2 separate regions of the Ostrinia nubilalis genome follow, and region 1 is linked to region 2. Evidence: chromatin contacts called from public Hi-C data. All regions are on one chromosome and are shown on one strand. The core of a region is the stretch at or near the end of the contact, and the rest is flanking DNA. Distances in the headings are between cores, read along the strand shown.

Region 1 (3,220 bases), core at 672-3,171, 270 kb before region 2:
AAACAAAGTAGCTATTGTGTGAATCATGTGAATGCCACATAAATTCAAGTTGATCAAATATAAAAGGTCTACACACATCAGTATGAATATTTATGCAAACAAAGGACACTTTTAAGGATAAAATATTATCAATTGAGTAAATTGTGCTAATTATGTTGCACTAATCAGTCAATACCATATTCATTGCAAAACCTTGCACATCAAATTATCAAGATGCAATATACTAAATAAAAATACCATGTTCATGTAATTACAAAACATGATGTAATTTCATGGTATTATTGTGTATATTTTTCTTACTACAATCAATAATCTCAATATAGTAAAGTATAGACCAAAGACGCAGTTCAAAAAGCAAAAACCTTACCTTTGCTGAAAACCTGTAATCTGCATCTGGAGGCTCCAACACGGAGTCATTCGGGTTGGGGTTATCAATTTCTCTGCTCATGATGTGGTATCCACAAGGGTTGTTCAATGAAAATGGTGTTTGGGGAGGGAAAGTTTCTCCCCACTTGACGTGAGCATTGAAGAAGTCAGAAGGGATGTACAAATTGGTGTATCTTTGAGAAAGTCCAGGTACATCCATCTTTTGGCTGCAAAAAATTATAGTCATTAGATTAGTGCAATCAATGCTAATTGAATCATTAAAAAATACCACTGGCAATTGAATATTTTAAAAATACCACTTGCAATAAAATTATTAAAAAAAGACCACAGCAAAACATCAATTTGCAGTGGTATTTTTTTAACTAAAATTGTAACAAATTAAAATAGGGCATGATAAATCTATGATTTTTATAATTTTGATTTTTGATGAATCAAATTCCTACAATGCAATACTTACATATCCAGAGGTATGCGAGGAACTCTGACGATGTATTTGACAGGCGATGGTTGGTGAACTACAGGCCTCTTGCGAGGAGGAGAATCTCTGCGGTTACGGCCGCTTATCCTTGATCGGGAACGACTTCTTGAGCGAGATCGCTTCTGTGTTAACAAATATAGGATTTAAGTTTGAGTGCTTATGATATGTAAACAAAGCTTTGCATATTTTTGATTAACTTTATAGAATATACTGGAATACTAAAAAAATATAACCTCAAAAATTTAGAACTTACTCTTTCTTCCCTTCTAGGTGGCCGATCATCATTATTTCGGCGAGGTGGCGGCTGCTTTTTGTTTGAAGGTGGCGGCACTGCATTATATGAATTAGATTTTGGATTGTTTCCCTTTGGATTGGGCCCTCCTTTGGGCAAAACTTGTACACGGGTAGCATTCCATTTGAAAGGCATGTTAGGGTTGTAGGTAGCTTCTACCAATACTCTGTCGTTTACTTTTGGAATGATACCTTTAGCGCAGACCGATGTCTGGTAAAACACATCATGGTCGACGAATCCGAAGTCATTGTGTGTCTTTGTCACAGTTCCTGTGAACACACGCTGTTCACTGTTTGGTTGAGACGAGTTAGATTGCGAGTTTTGATACATGCCAGGGTTCATCGCACGTGGAGTAGGATACGCGACGACATTACCGGGATACATTTGACCTTGGGCCATCTGATTCATCGGCATCTGACCGGCCATGGGCATAGCCATTCCTCCTTGGGCTTGCATCATTCCAGGATTAAACACCGCCTGTGTTTGTTGAAATGGCATCATCCCTTGTTGAGTCATCATGGTGTTAGGATCCATTATTTGAGGATTCATGCCGGTCATGTTTGTATTCACGTTGGATCGAGCCCATGGTGGATTTTTCGTACCACTCCCTGATTGCATCGTAGGTCACTTTGGTAACAGTTTATGAACACTTATATTCCATTCACAAAACAATACGAGCGACAGTAATCACGTAACAAATAACACTGAGAGACGCGTTCACAGTCGCGGCACGGTCACAACAATATGGCGCTGGCGCGCGTTTCCGCTTTTTTACGGCCTCACGCACGCCTGCTTTCGGGGATACCAGCGTGAAAACCATTTTACCCTAAAAGAAACATTTGCTTATATAGTGTTTATTTATTAAGTTTCTTTTAATATTCAGCTAAATATGTTTTTTTTCGCGTGGCCTAAGATTTTATAATTTTAATAAAATAGTAAGAAAAAAGTCATTAATTGAGTATATTAATTGGTTAGATCGACTCATTGAAATACTCGTAAGTTGTAATATGGGTTAGTTTAATTACATACTTTATGCCGTTATAATATCATTATCTTCGCCGTAATTTCGACGTAGAACCAGTTAGGCTTATGTCTTACTAGATGTAATTTAAATCTCATTTACATGCAATATTTTTGTAATGGGTAACATTATGAACGGAAAAGGGCAATGACATACAGTATTGACAACATAAAGGAAAAAAATTAGGGCTGTGCTAACTTTTGTATTATTCGTTTGCAATAATTCAATTTAATAATCGATTGTAGTTCCGATTGATAAAATCATTGGGCTCGTCTGAGCTGATAGGCTTGACTACGACATCAGCGTGGCTGATGATTACAAAAACTCATTTTATTTTATTCAGGATAACAAAGCGATATTGATTGAAGGCGAAAAAGCGATAGTAAAGGCGAAAAAGCGTCCTTGAATACGTTCTTGCTTCCTTGCTTAGATTATTCCTCGACCCTCGTTGGATATTGGTCTTAATATTGGTTGTAAGCTCACATCGCATTAATCGAACGATAAACTGTAAAATGATTAAGCTTACTCTAGATAAAACACTCCCTATTATTACAACAATGAAGAATGTTCACTAATTTTGTTTTTTAGCTTTCTGTATTCTCTGTTAAAAATAAAAAATACACGTGAAAGAATTATTTCGATACGTCAATTAGTTTCCAAGATATTGAATTTTAAAAGTGCGGGCGGCGGCCGGCCCGCCATTTTATGCGCGTGACGTCATATTACAACGACTGGCTCATATTTGTATGGGTGGAATCTTGCAAACTGAATTAAGACCCACTTCCAGGCAACCGATTAAGCTGAAATTTCGCAAACACATGTGATTTGGATGACCATGCAATATTATGATGACATGGAGCTGATCTGATGATGGAGCTGGAAGGTGGCCATAGGAACTCTATAATAAAACGACTTAAATGCATCGAGTTTGGGCTCGTTCGTTTTGTATTGATGAGTATTTTAACTCTATATAGTAATCGGGGTCTAATGATGGAGCTGGAAGGTAATTCGCAATAAAACGACACAATCGCATCAAGTTTGG
Region 2 (3,685 bases), core at 333-2,832:
TTGTTGTGGAAGCGATAACAAATAAAACAATTTCAGTTTATTGACTGACTTGTTGAAAATGTTTGAAGTGAAGTTGTCAAGTTTTTTTTCTTTTTTTTATGTCCAGGTGCTACATACCAGGGTGTGGAAACTTCCATACAACGGTCATCGAAGTGAAACTTGCTTCCAAACAGCGACATCGGTGAATAAATTCAAATACTTTTTAACTACCCTAAAACGCTCTAGATGTCGCTGCTCCTGTTTCCTTCATATTTTCATTTTTTTCTTAATTAAAATATATTTGAGAATATTGTTAATTACAATGTGAAAACTTTTTTTAAATGAAATTAATTTGTTTTAATTTAAAACTGAACATTGTCATTTTTGTTATAATTTACATAATAGAGTAGTAGAAATTACTATTTAACATATGGCAACTTTGTTTTTCCTCCAAAATGGCCGGTGTTGTTTTTGTTATGTTAAATGCATTCTTGTTTTCTTAGCCATCATTTAAGTTTTCTGTGGCCCTATTAAAGTATTGAAGAGTCGTCGAGTCAAATTCAAGTTCATTCCATCGTACCTGCTGCTGTTCTGGTTCATTGGAGTTTTGTTCGTTCCTTCGTGAATCGCGAAGAAACTTTCTGTTATGTTCACAAGTGATCTGAGTTTTCTCAATGTGCAAATGCTTTTTTAGTGTTGTTGAAAACTTTGCGAAAAGACGCTTTTGGTGTATAATATTATGTGTGTTCATAAATAAAGTAAAATTATTAAATTCAAAAGTTTTTGTTTACTTATTTGCATTTCCATGTGCAATGTAGAATTTTTCCAAATCCATTGTTTTGAAAATAATACATACGTACACCATAAAGATAAATATTTTCAAAATAATGGATTTGAAAAAATTCTACATTGTACATCATAAAAATAATAATTCTTTGAAGGTTATGAGGGCCTATGTGTGCGTGAACTGTGTGTATGTGTGCGTGGACTTTATGTATGTATGTGTGCGTGTACTATGTATGTATGTGAGCGTTACGTACGTAGGTTAAGTACAGGGAATTTAACACCAGGCTGTCAATTAGTAGGCTCAAAAATTTGACAGAGAGGGTTCTCTATTTCCTATGTATTACTTTTCTCTATGCTACATACAGTCTTGGACTAGGGCTCTTTCATCACCTGCAATCTTATCCCGCGATCCGTGAGTGTATAAATCCGATGGATCCGATTCCTAATTCTTCGTAAATTCACACTTGTTGACGATTTTTGACCATTGAATAAGGGTTCGCAAATTTTTATTGTGGACCGAAGAAATTAATATCATATCATAGCGCACTGGCGCTGTTTCTCGGTGTGTTTCTCGGCGTGGTACGTGCCCGCTCAATCTATTTATTTCTTAGTCATTGGTTGACAGCCAAAGCAGCCAACATCAAGAAAATGGAATTTCGTTAATAGTGTTGTGCCACTGATGAGTTAAAATCATTCAATTGAAGAATCGATTACTAACATCAAGTTTCATAGACAATAAAATGGGTAAAATGATCATAGAGGAAATGATGGATAACATAAAAAAAAAAGATTTTGACATTTTGAGGTTATAAAATTGACAGAGAGTTGTTTACAAACAAATTAATCAGCACCAAAAGTTCTTTAATTAAAAGGAACTGTAAGCAGTGCATTAGGATTATTTAAAATGTGGAAAAGAATCAAGGATACTAACCTATTTTTAACTTTCACCGACGACTACCAGATATTTGTAACAGATTTTGTCTCGGTGTGGTTTTCCTATTTATCGAAAACTACTTTTGTTCGTAGTCTAAAAGTAAGTAATTGCCTCAATGTAATTATTGCTATCTTCATAGTTTCCACATCTGTTAATTAATGACTTGCTGTGTTTTAGGACAGTAATATTTTACTGGAGATGCCCACAGAAACTTTGATCCAGAAAGGAATTCATGTGTTGACCCATCCAGGCGACCTAAAAAGTGTTGACAAAAAGACTGAGAACAATGTTCTAGCGATTACGTTGACTATGTCATTTCCATATCCATTTAAAGTCAAGTTGGAACTTTGTAAAGGATCTAGGGAATTAGTAAGTATAAACATTGTCAAATGACGCTATTATCTTTGAGACAGGGGTCTCCAAACTACGGCCCGCGGGCCATATCCAGCCCGCCACTAACATCAATCCGGCCCGCGAATTGTTATGACCCTTGCAACATACCGAAATAATTATTATGGCCCCAAGGCTTCAAAGTTTGGAGACCCCTGCTTTGAGGCAAGAAAGAGTCGCACCTAATGCAAATAATCCTAAAAAGTGAAAAACTATTTTTCATTATAAAACAAGTTAGCAAACATTATTATGACTTACTGCAAACTATAAGTATTCATAATTGAAGAACAATTTAAATAGCATGATTAATTCATTTTAAACATTAATTTGTTTGATCACTTTGCAGTTTTTCCAAAAAGTTACCCAACCACTACTGGTAACCGTCAGTGAGTTAAAATCTAGTCAAACGGAGTTGTGTGAGCTGCTGAATAAAAAGGATAGTGAAATTGAAGAGTATAAACTCATGGGAGGTGAAATTGCTATAAGTAAGTTTTTTTTATTGTCGTGGATTACCTCCCCTTTGTCCAGCAGTGGACGTCATTTCACTGAAACACAAACAGAGTTTTATCTTTATATCCTTGCTCGATGAACTGTAAACCTGAAGAAGATAGCTGGCAGCACCTGGCTGAAAAAGGAAATTACGCTTTGAGGCATACATCTGGAGTACACTGCCGTTGGCTGAAAAGATGATTCTTAATTTCTTTTTAGCTCTTGATGCAGAAAGCCTTAAGGCTTCAATGATAAAGTTGAGAATCAATCATCTAGTGTCCACTGACCCCATCAAGCCACAATTTAAACAGTATTGTTAATGATTAACTTTGAACTTGGTTGTGAAAATGCAATAACTATGTTTATTTTATTATTTTCCAGAGTTTCTAAAGACTAAACAATTTAATGAAGAAGCAATGATGAGCAAATATAAAATGTATGAAGAGTATTTTGGATCTTCAACTGATACTGTGACTGATTTACTGAAAGTAAAGTTGGATGTCCCTGAAGATGTAACAAAATTGTAAGTTAATAAGCTTTTTTTATGTTGTTTTTGAGTTAAATGTTTAATTAACATATTTCTTACAATTTTATATACCTTATGTCTGTAACTTTCAGAAAACAAGAAACAGTAGAAGAATCTGTACAGTCAATACAACCTACAATAAAAATGGAGGCTGACTCCCAACTGAAGCAAATTCCATCTTCTATATCCAATCCAAAAATGGAGGCTGACTCCCAACTGACGCAAATTCCATCTTCTATATCAAATCCAAAAATGGAAGCTGACTCCCAACTGACTCAAATTCCTTCTATATCAAACCCAAAAATGGAAGCTGACTCCCAAATGACTCAAATTCCTTCTATATCAAATCCAAAAATGGAAGCTGACTCCCAACTGACACAAATTCCATCTTCTATATCAAATTCAGTGCCCATAAAACGAGAACCAGAGCCATACAAAACTGAATCACAGTCCCGTATTCCTAACAATAGGAAAAGGATGAAAAAACTTAATTTATGAGGGTTATAGATTGATTTACTAATAGTTATCCACTAAAATGCTGGATTTCTACCTCTATTTTAGTTATTAGTAAATTAGATAAT

Evidence for each region. A called contact is a pair of places that touch in the nucleus more often than the background predicts.
Region 1: a contact with region 2 is called in a Hi-C map of whole body, with 10 times the contacts expected there. The contact joins the promoter of LOC135073840 here to the promoter of LOC135073829 in region 2. A contact is called at or near these places in 2 of 5 Hi-C or Micro-C datasets (both in whole body).

Annotation. Positions count from the first base shown.
Region 1 is chr8:6,947,368-6,950,587 of ilOstNubi1.1, reverse strand. It overlaps LOC135073840 (cell division cycle and apoptosis regulator protein 1-like), which reads right to left and starts at 1,921. Exons shown (of 15, transcript XM_063968055.1): 1 at 1,119-1,921; 2 at 845-987; 3 at 368-593. The coding sequence starts at 1,775.
Region 2 is chr8:6,681,357-6,685,041 of ilOstNubi1.1, reverse strand. LOC135073829 reads left to right here and starts at 1,582. Exons shown (of 5, transcript XM_063968029.1): 1 at 1,582-1,798; 2 at 1,877-2,068; 3 at 2,436-2,574; 4 at 2,960-3,101; 5 at 3,197-3,685. The coding sequence starts at 1,670. The coding sequence ends at 3,602. LOC135073849 (ras-related protein Rab-27A) reads right to left here and starts at 62. Exons shown (of 5, transcript XM_063968066.1): 1 at 1-62.